Regions from separate parts of the Mus musculus genome. Here regions 2 and 3 are each linked to region 1. The links are chromatin contacts, called in public promoter capture Hi-C maps. All regions are on one chromosome and are shown on one strand. The core of a region is the stretch at or near the end of the contact, and the rest is flanking DNA. Distances in the headings are between cores, read along the strand shown.

The links. Promoter capture Hi-C pulls out the DNA fragments that hold promoters and counts their contacts.
Region 2: a contact with region 1 is called in a promoter capture Hi-C map of neutrophils, with 3 times the contacts expected there. The contact joins the promoter of B3gntl1 here to the promoter of Csnk1d in region 1. A contact is called at or near these places in 2 of 39 promoter capture datasets (erythroid cells and neutrophils) and 2 of 115 datasets of contacts at active chromatin or transcription factors (bone marrow-derived macrophages and pancreatic cancer cells).
Region 3: a promoter capture Hi-C map of pre-B cells shows a contact between it and region 1, with 2.6 times the contacts expected there. The contact joins the promoter of Faap100 here to the promoter of Csnk1d in region 1. A contact is called at or near these places in 2 of 39 promoter capture datasets (erythroid cells and pre-B cells) and 2 of 115 datasets of contacts at active chromatin or transcription factors (pancreatic cancer cells and pro-B cells).

Annotation. Positions count from the first base shown.
Region 1 is chr11:120,989,224-120,992,990 of GRCm38.p6, reverse strand. Csnk1d (casein kinase 1, delta) reads left to right here and starts at 1,658. Exons shown (of 10, transcript NM_027874.2): 1 at 1,658-2,056. The coding sequence starts at 1,981. It overlaps LOC115486436 (a long non-coding RNA gene), which reads right to left and starts at 1,627. Exons shown (of 2, transcript XR_003949839.1): 1 at 1-1,627.
Region 2 is chr11:121,671,417-121,675,183 of GRCm38.p6, reverse strand. B3gntl1 (UDP-GlcNAc:betaGal beta-1,3-N-acetylglucosaminyltransferase-like 1) reads left to right here and starts at 2,033. Exons shown (of 13, transcript NM_178664.5): 1 at 2,033-2,199. The coding sequence starts at 2,152.
Region 3 is chr11:120,377,105-120,380,871 of GRCm38.p6, reverse strand. Faap100 (Fanconi anemia core complex associated protein 100) reads left to right here and starts at 2,126. Exons shown (of 10, transcript NM_027980.2): 1 at 2,126-2,330; 2 at 2,426-2,544; 3 at 3,211-3,767. The coding sequence starts at 2,166. Nploc4 (NPL4 homolog, ubiquitin recognition factor) reads left to right here. Exons shown (of 17, transcript NM_001195023.1): 17 at 1-1,074.

The sequences.
Region 1 (3,767 bases), core at 409-2,908:
ACCATGATCTCAGTCAGTGCAATCTCTGCCCGGCATGCCCAGGGGATGGCGATGGCTTTGGCACACACATTCTGCAGCAAGGGACTGTGATGAGAAGCCAAGAACCCCAGCACAGGACACTTGCAAATGACCTTCAAAACCCAGAGCATTGATCCTGCCTGGGGCCTCTTCCGTGCACTGCCTCCTTCTGACCATCGAGTAAGTAAAACGCAGCAAGAACTTTGGTCACTTTATCAGCTGACTGTCCTGTATACAAGTAATAAGAAGGGTGTGCAGAGCCCTAGGCACGCAGCAGCTCACACCCTCGGCTCTCTATTCCAGACAGAGCAGGTGCTCCCAGAGGGAAGACCGCTAGGCAAAGATCAGGCCCGAGGTTGGTAAGAGAGAGGTTAGGCCAGATACCAGGTTTGCTGTTTTCAGTTCAATATAGGGGCTTCTCAGATGAAGTTAGGTATTGTTCATCAACAGAAAAAAAATTATACTTGAATTCTGTCAGTAAGATTATTTTTACTAGTTTGGCCGCATCTGGCTCTGACTCCTGGACTAAAAAGCTAGGCAGTTCCCATACCTGCCGCTCAGTGACCACTGGTTTCAGTTTGCCTTGTGGTGTCTTCTGTCTCCGGCTGTGTAATGCTCCCCAACCTGACTGCCAACTGTGTGCAGGCAGGCACTGCAGGACCACCAAAAGGAAGGGTGGTGGAGCTGGGAGACTAGAAGACATGTCAGCTCCACGTGCTTCTGCAGGGCTGCTGAGTTGTCATGCAGCGTGATACCCTGTGCAGATGCTACGGGTGCTAGCTGACCAAATAGAAGCATTACACTCATCTGTGACTCTCGTGTTTCTGGCTGGGTGAGAGTGGGCCTAGAAAAGCATCTATTTGGAAGGTTGTCCCCTCCTGGTTAGGGGGCACCTCCTGTGTGGTAGCTCCTCCAGAGTCCCTCCTCAGTGGTCAGAATGGACAGCCAAGTCTTGGAAGCTGGCCGTCAGCCTGAACTTCAGAATTCATGTTTGTGTTTGCCAGGGGAACATGCAGATCCAATGCAGACCAGATAAAAATGTTGACTCTCTCTCCAGGCAGACAGCCCTGGAGAGCGATCAGAGTCTGAGACATACCCTCTACACCCTCAGTGAACTCAACACTGACCTTCCTGCCCACAGTGGGTCCCAGGAAGACCTCTTTTCTTCCACCCTTGTGTGCAAGAAGCTGGCAGGCAGCAGCAGGCACGTTTTGCACCATTCAAAGCCCACAACTGGTGATTCCTACAAAAGCTAACTGTCTACCTGTGATCTCAGAGCTAGGCCTGGACCGCCCTCTCTGCCCTTTTCCCCTATCTGTAAAGGGCCTTTCCCGGGGTCTACAAAAGGAACTGCTATTCGGCTTCTCTCTGCCTGTTTAGGGGCAGGGTCGCTATAGCCCAGGCTGGTCTCGAACTCCCAAGGGCTGGAACTACAGGCATTTCTTACCACACATGGCTTAGCTTCCTCGGACTTCTATTGGAGACAAATGGGAAGACCAAAGAGACCAGCTGGAGTCATCCTGCGGGAACGGTGGACACTGGGACAGAGAAACAGGCCTGGTTGCGACTGCGCAATCCATCAAGTAGCCAAGCCCCGCCCCCGAGCACGGTGGCCCCGCCCCCTTGGGTTGCTAGGGGAAGTGACGTCACAGCGCGATGGCGGCGGCTCCTTTAGGCAGCTGAAGGGGGATTTAGGCCCGGAAGATCCGAGTCCATCCGCGGCGGGGAGAGGGCGAGCGGGGCCGGCAAGGGCCGGAGCAGCGGCGGCGGCGCTCGGACTGTCCCATCCGCCCCGTATTGAGGCGCTGAGAGCGACGGGGCGACCGGAAAGCGATGGTGAAAGCGGGGCCGTGAGGGGGGCGGAGTCGGACCGGACCCGCAGTAGCGGCAGCAGCGGCGCCGCCTCCCGGAGCGCAGACCCAGGAAGCGGCCGGGCGGGCAGTAGCGAGCCGCACCGCTGCCATGGAGCTGAGGGTCGGGAACAGGTACCGACTGGGCCGCAAGATCGGCAGCGGCTCCTTCGGAGACATCTATCTCGGTGAGGCCCGGCGCCATCGAGCGCCCGGGGGCCTTGCGGATCGGCGGGCGGGGTCCCCGGCAGGCCGAGGCCTGCGGAGGGCCGGAGTGGACGTTCGGCATCCCCGCAGCCGAGGGCCCGGGCACCGGCCTCGGCCAGACACCAACGGCCGCTGTGCGAGCGCGGCCGGGGGGCTGGGCGCGGCGCGGCGGGTCGGGGTGGGGTGCGGGGAAGGGCTGGAAGGACAGGCCGGTCTTGGGGACTGCAGGCCGGGGGGCAGAGCTCGGAGCGTGTCTGGGGATGGTCGGGGACCCGGGAGAGGAAGAAGGAGGCCTAGAGGCGGGGGCCAGCGGGCCTCGGTGGTGGGGTGTCAGAGGGCGTGGGAAAAGGACTGGGGGCGGGGGCCGGGGGGGGACAGCGGGGAGGGGGAGGGGAGAGCGGGGCAGGGGAGGGCAGCAGGCTGGGGGTGGGGCCCGGAGGGGGCAGGGCCTGGGCCGGGCGTCAGCATCCTCCCCCACCTAAGGTCACCGCAGTAAACAAAGGCCATGCTCTGCTCCGCCAAGGGTCTGGTGCTGTTCCTCAGCTCTGCAGTGGCGTCCTGGATGTTTTCATGTGTGGGGGAGAAATGTCAAAATAAGCCAGATGTAGTGTGGAGGTGGGGAGTGTCCCGGTCAGAAATGGGGGAAACGACCGGCTGATTTCTGAGGGTTCTTGGAGCAGTCTGGGCCTGCTCTTTTCCACAATGGCATCTCCACTTAGCTGACCCGCTAAAGGGATCACCCATAGCCTCCTGGCTGCCACTCTCCTCCAAATCAGGACTGAAAATGTTCCCTGTGCCTGGCCTGAAAGGCCTTGGTTTGGTTGGGGTCTTGAGGATATGTTGAGCATCTAAGTTGACTACTGGACACCCGGAAATCAACAGGAATGAAGTTTTGATGAATGCAGATGCATTCAATGTCGAGATGTAGGCAGAACAGAGGGGAGAGAAGTGGTGTGGAAGGAAGTTCTCATGATGGCTCTCAGAATTCTCAAGGTAGACATGAGGGTTGCTTAGGGTTGCTTAAACCTGATAGTTGGGGATTTTTAAATACAAACTTCCCCCTGCATTTCTTAGTAGAATTATGTTATTCCAAAGCCCCTTGAGAACTTGGAGCCTTCTGGTGGTGAACTTCCTGTTAGAGGTAACCATATTCTGTTGAGCAGTAGCCCATCCCTGCATTTGTTTGGCTGTTGTACCTCTAGTGGAGAGTCAGGAAGAAGCTGTGCTTTGGGCCGGCCTTCTAGTCTTCCCAAGCTTATGAACTTGCACTCTGACTCCTCACAGGACCTTGATAGCTGGTGGTGTGGGGTGAACAGCTGGCCCATTTGGGTAGTTCAGAAGTATTTATGGTGCCTGGTTAGCATACAGGGTAAGCCTGCTATGTGCCACATGAGTGCCTTTGAATCCGAACTTCTTGCCAGAGTGGTCTGATGAGTAAAATATGCTTTAGAGATACTTAGGATTTGCTTATTTAAATATTTATAACCAAGTAGAGAGCCAGATGCCTTCTCGGCAATGTTTGGGAGTCAAAGTGCTGGGTAAATTGGAGCTGTTTGGCGTATTTATAGAACAATAGATTTTGGCAGAAGTTTAACCTCAGGATATAGGAGCTAGACTGAAAACCAATCCATTAGCCACCCTTTCATGGGCATCAGAAAATAGGTATTTTGAAACTTTTTGTTCCCTGAGATC
Region 2 (3,767 bases), core at 784-3,283, 680 kb before region 1:
TAAGAGGGGCAGCATACTGCTAGACACAGCACACCCACTGTACACAGCTCCTGCTCACCTTCTCTATGTGAGGTGAGCTAGAGAGCTTTCACAGCGACCTGCAAAGGTCCCATCATAGCTCTGTTCTCTCACAGTGACCTGCAAAGGTCCCATCATAGCTCTGCTCCAGCTTCGTGGAAGAGGGTGGACACCCTGTTTATACAGGTAGGAAAAAGTTTGGCAATGCCTAGAACAGACTGTGGAAAGAGGTTGGGCACTACTGCATCTCCAGAAGTTAAGCTGTTAAGATTGCTAAGGGTACTCGGTTCCTTTGCAGAACTGCCAGGGACAGTGTAGGTTCTTTCCTTTTGGGGAGCGAAAAAGTAGGCCACTGTTTTCTACTGAGGAAAGAATAATAATAATAATAATAATAATAATAATTTGAATGCATGAGCAGCAGCCCAGAGCAGGAAAGTTGGCTCAGCAGTTAAGAGCACTTGTTGCTCTTGCAGACATAGTTTTGAGTCCCAGCACCTGCCTGGTGGCTCACAACTGTCTGTAATTCCAGTTTCAGAGGATCTGGCACTCTCTTCTGACCTTCATGGGCACCAGGGAGGCATGTGGCACACACGCATACATGCAGGCAAAACACTCACATACATAAAATAAATTAACCAAGATTTTGAAAAGCACTGCAGTCTAAAGCTTTGCTGAGAGCTCTTGCTATTTTTAAATTACATTTTATTTTGCGCATGTGTTGGGGGTGTGTGGGGTTGTGCACCATACCCTATATGTTCGGAGGTCAGAGGATAACTTGTGGGAGTAGGTTCTCTCCTTGATACCACATGGGTCCCAGGGCTCAAAGTCGGGTTCTAAGGCTTGGCAGCAACTGTCTTTATCCGTTGAGCCATCTCTTCCACCCATCTCCTGCTATTTTTAAGTGTGGAAACTCTTGAGGGCTGCTTGGTGCCAAGGCCAGTGGGTGACCTCAGTGTCACCCCTCACAAATGGAGGGTGTGGATGACCAAAATATGCCATCTTAAAATATATTTCTAGTTGTAGGATGACCATTTGGAGAAACTGCAGACACAAGCATTAAGTTAGAAAAGCACTAACGAAACAAAATGTACATGGGTTATCTACATTAAGTAATCAGGTGTTTTATCAATATCTGGGTTCCACGCAGCTCAGAGGTTGTCACCCGTCCTTTGGAAGTAATTTAGTGAAACCTTTTGGTTCTGTGGGATGCCTAACTTTGGGACTCCCACAGTTCATAGAACACTTCCTTCCCCAGTATCCCCCGGGACAATGAATCTCTGTGTAGCATAGGAACTCAACTATCTGGCGTTGACCAAGCGTCATGTGTCCTAATGCAGGCCACACGAGGGCCTTGGGTCCATGAGAACTATCTACCTTTGGCTCACTCCAGACAGACCCAGTCCAGACCCAGAACCTTCCTCCAGGAGGGGGTCCTTCCTCCTTGTCTGGAGCAGTCAGACCAAACAAGATTCTGATGAAATGTCGCCTGCTTTAAGCTTACTGGCATTTTCCTTTTTAAAGTTACATAGGCCCAACCTGCGGTGGGATTTTTAAGTAACCACCTACTTGCACAGGGTGGCGTCCCCCCACAAGTTCCCCCCGTTCTTAAGTTTTTTTATAACGTTAGTTTGGCTGCGGACTTCAGTTTGCGATTATTTCCGTCAGGTGGGGCAGGAGGACTTCCGCAGGCCAAGAAGCCACAGAGGCAAGTGAGAAGGACGAAGGCGCAAAGCCAGGGGCGCCCACGGACTCCGGAAGCCCAACCCTTTGCTCGGCCAGGCCCCGCCCACACACTCAGCTCTGGCCACCCCGGAACCCCTCGCCCGAGCTGCTCCCGCCGAGAACGGCGGCTCGCCCCTCCCGCTCCACCATCCAGAGAACACCGACGGGCCGCCTCCCTGAGCATTCTGCTCGAAGGACCGCCTTCCCTTACTGACTGACGTGTCTCTACACCAATAGAACGTGGCTGTTCCCCTAACAGCCCTCCCATACCCGTAAGTCCCTAGCGAGCCACGTGGCTCTGCACCAATCGGAAGCGGTCCAGTCTGTGCATCGCCTCCTGGAGCTTGCTGTGCATGCGTTGGCCTCCTAGGCAGGACTGCGATTGCAGGAAAAGGGCAGTGGAGCCGCGCGATGGAGGTCTCCGAGAACGCCACAACGCGCGGCTCGCTGGCCCTAGTGGTAGGTATGGCCGGGTGAGACGCGGTCCCGCCCTCTTGTGCCTTCTTCTGTTGCTGTTTCTCCCTCCACGGTAGTCATCTTGTCTCCGGCTCGCAGCCGCTGTACGCTGCCACGGGTTCGGGAACCTCAGCTTGGAGGGTTCCCACCATTCCGTTTCGAGGTAGACATGTGTCCGAGCTCATACCGTACACTAACCTGCACACCTACTAGCGCCCCTCCCGCCATATCCCTGCTCGCCAGCATGCCACACCTATCTTAATACCTAGCAGGTGGGTTAGATGTCTCAGGCCAGGGTGCATTAAGTGTGGTTCACAGGCATTGCGCCAAGTGATTGTATTTTTCATGCCAGTCTTATTGAAATTGGAAACCGGTAAATCAAGGCCTTTGTCAGAAATTTATATCTTTTTTTTTAAAGTTGTGAGGTCTGTAGCTCTGGCTGGCCTGCAGCACATACAGCTGAGGATAACCTTGAAACCCTCCAGCGTCCGAGCCACACTTACTGATAACAAATATGAGTCATAACACCCCTTTTCAGTTAAAATCTTGTAGGTCTTGAGAAAATTAAGAAAGTTCTTTCCTTTACAAAGTAAGTCCAGAGGACTGGGGTGTAACTCTGACATGCATGTGAAACACCCTGGGTTCAATCCCCAATAGCTCAAATAAATAACAAATAAAAAGCCTTTAAGCAACATGTTTTCAGAATAAACACAAACAGGATAGAATGCCACTTTGGGATCATCAGCTCCTCAAAGAGCGCTTCATTTGTAAAGGACGGTGTCTTCAACACTCCTTTATAAGATTCTTATAACCGTGTTCAGATTCAGTAATTTAAAGTACACTATACATAGATGGCCTCTACAGTGATTTATGTAGATATTGCCTATATTATATGTAGACCTTGTCTGTAGAGATTATATAGCCTTTGTGTTATATATAGCTTTGTAACATGTACATATATGTATGTATATGTTCACATCTACCTAGCCTATTGGTTTTCCTGCTCAGAAACATGTCCAGTTTTATTTTTTCACATTAATTCAGGGTGGGGGGGTGAGGCCAACTGTTAATTTCTTGGCTGTTCTTTACTACTTACTATATCATATAAAATTGAGGCAGTTCCTGGTTCCTTTGGTTATCAGGTTTCAGTGATTTTATTCCATACTACTTTAGGAACTTTGGCTTTGTGAGATTCCCTGAGAAAAAGTGAGGGTGCCAGAATTCAAGTGTTGAATAAAGATTAAGGGCCTCTCCACGCCCTCCTGGTCCAGCTTGGCTCTTTGATGAGCTGTGATGACCCCTATAAAGGGGTCACTGTTGGAGTCTGGTTCTCATAGCAGGGGATGTTTAACCAGAATGCTGATGCTTTTGCCTAGTGATCAGAATCACGAATCTACCACTGACTGAGGGGTCATTTTGATGCTTTTAAGGTTTCCCCCCCTTTCAAAAGCATCTAGAAGGAAATGGGGACAGATAGACCAGTGGATAAAGGCACGTCCCACCAAGCTTGATAACCTGAATTCGGCCCTCATGGTCATGTGTACACATACAATAACGGATGAATAAATGGA
Region 3 (3,767 bases), core at 877-3,376, 610 kb after region 1:
ACGTTCTCATGTTCTGGCATCCACATAATTCTTGTTTTCTCTGACTTATAGCTAAAGAAATTTTTGTGGTTTCTCTGCTTATGGTTTTGAGTTACTCTTTGTTCAGTAATGCACTTTATTTTATTGTCCAAAGAGAGTCAAGCTAAAGCTACCACCTTGGGGTGAGCCCTACAGAAGGTTCAGACCCGGGCAGCTCAGCTACCTCCTTCTACATGGAGGTGGCCCTGGTCCCACCTCTAATCCCTACTGTCATCAGGCACTACAGCCCAAAAAGAGGTGCTTGTGAGCACACCCACCCAAGTGAACCCAGTGGCTGCCATGGTCCTCTTCAGGCTCAGAGATGGGTCTAGCCCTGGCCTTGCTCTGATCAGCCTGCTCCTGGGGCATGGGTGCTCCCGCTTCTGCTCTGCTTGGGCTCACAGGTATGCACTGGCTGGGTGTGGATGAGTATTTTTCTGACCCCAGCCCTGCAGTGGAACCTAATAAAAGCACCTGAAGCGATTGTCCTGCTCCCAGTGCATTGTTCCTGTGCCCAGAACCACAGTCCACCGGTGTGGCATGGATGTGTTGCCTTGTAAGGACAGTCCTGAGTGTTAGAACCTGGTGTGCAGAAGATAAACTGACGATGCTTCCAACCCTGGAGGTGACTCCGATGCTGCAAAGAATTCATCTCCCACTTGTTTCCACTCAAGGTGTCTTCAGAGCAGCCTGGGGCTTGGGCTCAGATCTGTTTCAGAGACCACTCAGAAATGATAAAATAGGTCCAGGCTTCACCCTTGGGTTAAAGTTGGTTTTTGTTTTTTTGTTTTCACTTAATTTACAGCTGGGCATAGTGGTCTGTGCCTTTATTCCCAGTACTCTGGAAGCACAGACAGGCTACAACTATAAAGCCTAAGAAATAAATATTTGGGGCTGGGGGGTGTCCAGTTCCAGACAGAGCTTTTTGTTTTTTGTTTTGTTTTGTTTTCATAAGCGTTGCTGTTGTAGAACTAGCTTTGTAGACCAGCCTGGCCTTGAACTCAGATCCACCTGCCTCTGCCTCCTGAGTGCTGGGATTAAAGGTGTATACCACCACACAGCTTTTATTTATTTAATCGTATGCTTTTGTACACATAAATACCTTAGTAAAAGATGTAGGAGCCCCTGGAGCTGTTGGGGGTTGTGAGCTTCCCTATGTGGATGCTGGGAATCAAACTTGGGTCTTCTGCAAGTACAGCGTGTGCTCTTACGGCTGAGCCGTCTCTCCAGCCCCAGGATGTTGTTCTGACATCTACACTAGGGTTACACTATGCTCTCTAAGTTCACAGGACGTTTTGTGCCTGGTTGTGACCCCACACACCTTTGTAGATTTGTCCGCTGTAATTTTCAGATGAACGTTCTTTTAAGAGTCAAGGTTGCCTGCGCTGGCTCCGAACTCAAGTATTCCTGCCTTCAGCCCTCCGAGTAGCTGCCACTTCAGAAGCATAGGCAGTGGTGTCTAGTTTCTGATGAGTGCTCTGGAAGAGTAGTATTTCATCTTGTACTTGGAGCCTCATTCCAGGGTAGGATTCTCCGCCTGCTCCCTCAGGGAGCCCCAAGAAGAGCTGTCATTGAAGAAAATGTGGTTTCCCTTAGACCCAGCTCATTAGGGTTTTCAGCATCCTCTGCTGTAGAATCACATCCTGCCGCGTTCATGAGTGGAGCAAAGGCTCTTCTGGATGGCTGGCCTGAAGCACCTTTTTCCCTATCAAGGGACTGAATGGTGTGCTGTGCCACCCTACTCCTGAAACCCCGTGCTATACGGGTGGTGCTCTCAAGTGCTGTCACAAAACGGTGCCAGGGCAAGTGCTGCATACAAGCCTTGCACCAGAGCAACCTCTGCTCAACAGGTAGGTGATCCGAGGCAAGGGCCCTGACGCGGGCCCCAGTGAACTTGCAGGACTGCATTATTTGGCTACCCTCTGGCTTTGTGCCTCCCGTTGTGGCTCTTTGCTAAGCCACGGTGTTTGGGGGCGTTCCCGCCCTCTAGCGGACCGTAGAGCAACTGTCCCCGCCCCTGCAGCAGGCTCCGGCCACGCCTCCGCAGCGGCCGCTTTACGGCGGAGGCCGCGCCGCGCCGTGGGCGGCCGTAAAGCCTGGAGGCGGCACCGCCCCTCCGGGCTGAGCTCTGGCCCGGCGCCCGCAGGATGGCGGGCGCTTCCTCGCGCGTGCACTACCTGTCGGACTTCTGCTGCCCGCTCGGAGGCCGAGCGGCGGGGAAGCCGTTTGTGCTGCGGCATGAGGCTGAGGTCTTTCTGTCCACCGGACGCGAGTTCGTCTATGTGTATGACCAGGAGGGCGGGCTGCTGACGGTGAGCGGAGGGCGGGAGGGCGGGCGGGCGGCGCCGTTCCGAGGTGAGCCGGGGCCGCGTGTGCCCTCGCCTGACCTCGCTCTCCTGGCGCCCAGGCGGTGTACCAGTTTCCCGACCAGGTATGGCACCTGCAGCTCCTGGCCATCCGCAGGGCACTCTACGTCCTGTGTGCCCGGACTGGCATCTACTGCCTGTCGTTGGACTCGCTGGACAGGTGAGGGGGCGTGGCCCCACGCGGCCGGCCAGTGACAAGTCGGGTCCCCAGGGAGGCCGGCTTTCATGTCCTCCTAGTTGTGAGAGGTTTGTCCCAGTAGTAGTCCCTTTGACGGCCACTGACAACACACTGGGGTAGGAAGCAGAGGACTGCGGTCTAGGCCGCCCATTCCCGCTCTCTAGTACCTGTGCATATGCAGGCGTGGCAGTTGTGTCTGCTTTTGTGAAGTTCTTAGCTGTTGAGGCTCAGGTAGTGAAGTCTGCAACCAGGAGCACCGCTATCACTGCCCTCCGGTGCCTGGCAAGACCTCTTGGAAGTGGGTCTCAGAAGACGGTGTCTCTGGCAAGCAGTGAGTGGCAAAAGCTCGTGTCCCTTGGCTTGTGCTGGAAGAACTCACCGTGCACAGCCCAGGCAGCCTTGGGAATAGTTCCCAAGCTGCCTCGATCTGCAGAGCTATGTTTCTGGCTGATCCTGTGTCAAGCGTGTGTGTGTGTGTGTGTGTGTGTGTGTGTGTGAGAGAGAGAGAGAGAGAGAGAGAGAGAGACCTACCTGCTGAATGGCCTGTGATGTCTCCTGCCTAGCCTACTCAGAGCAAGTCAGGTTACTGCTGAGCACGGTGTGAGTCTACCCCACCCAATACTGACTATGCTTCCATTGTTCCTGAAGGTCTGGGAGCCAGGCCTGTGAGGACAAAGAGGAAGCGGCTCCCCCCTACCCTGTGATCCATGTGGACCCGGATGCGTGTGTCCTCCCTGACGCTGCCCTCTGTGCCTTCACCGTGCTGGATGATATGCTGGTCACCCTGGCACAGGGCCCCACCCAGTGGAAGATGCAGCTGTTTGAGCGTCCCTGTGCAGGGGAGGAGCCTCTGCCCAGAGGCCAGATTGGTGAGGTGGAGTTGTCCACTTGCACCCCACCAGGTGGGGTGCCAGAGAAGCCTGCAGCCCCCCGCTTCCTGCCCGTGCTGTGCTGCGTGTTCCCACCAGACTCCAGGGCACCTCATGGTCACCCCCAGGGCTGTGGGTGCTTCACGCTGGAGGAGGCTCTCTTTGGTCTACTCTTTGGAGTCGATGCCACCCTCCTGCAGTCCCCTGTGATCCTCTGCGGTCTCCCTGATGGCCAGCTTTGTTGTGTGGTCCTGAAGGCCTTGGTTACTTCTGGGTTAGCCCCTGGTGACCCAAAGGTCCTGGTCAAGATCCTCCACCACCTAGAGGAGCCTGTGA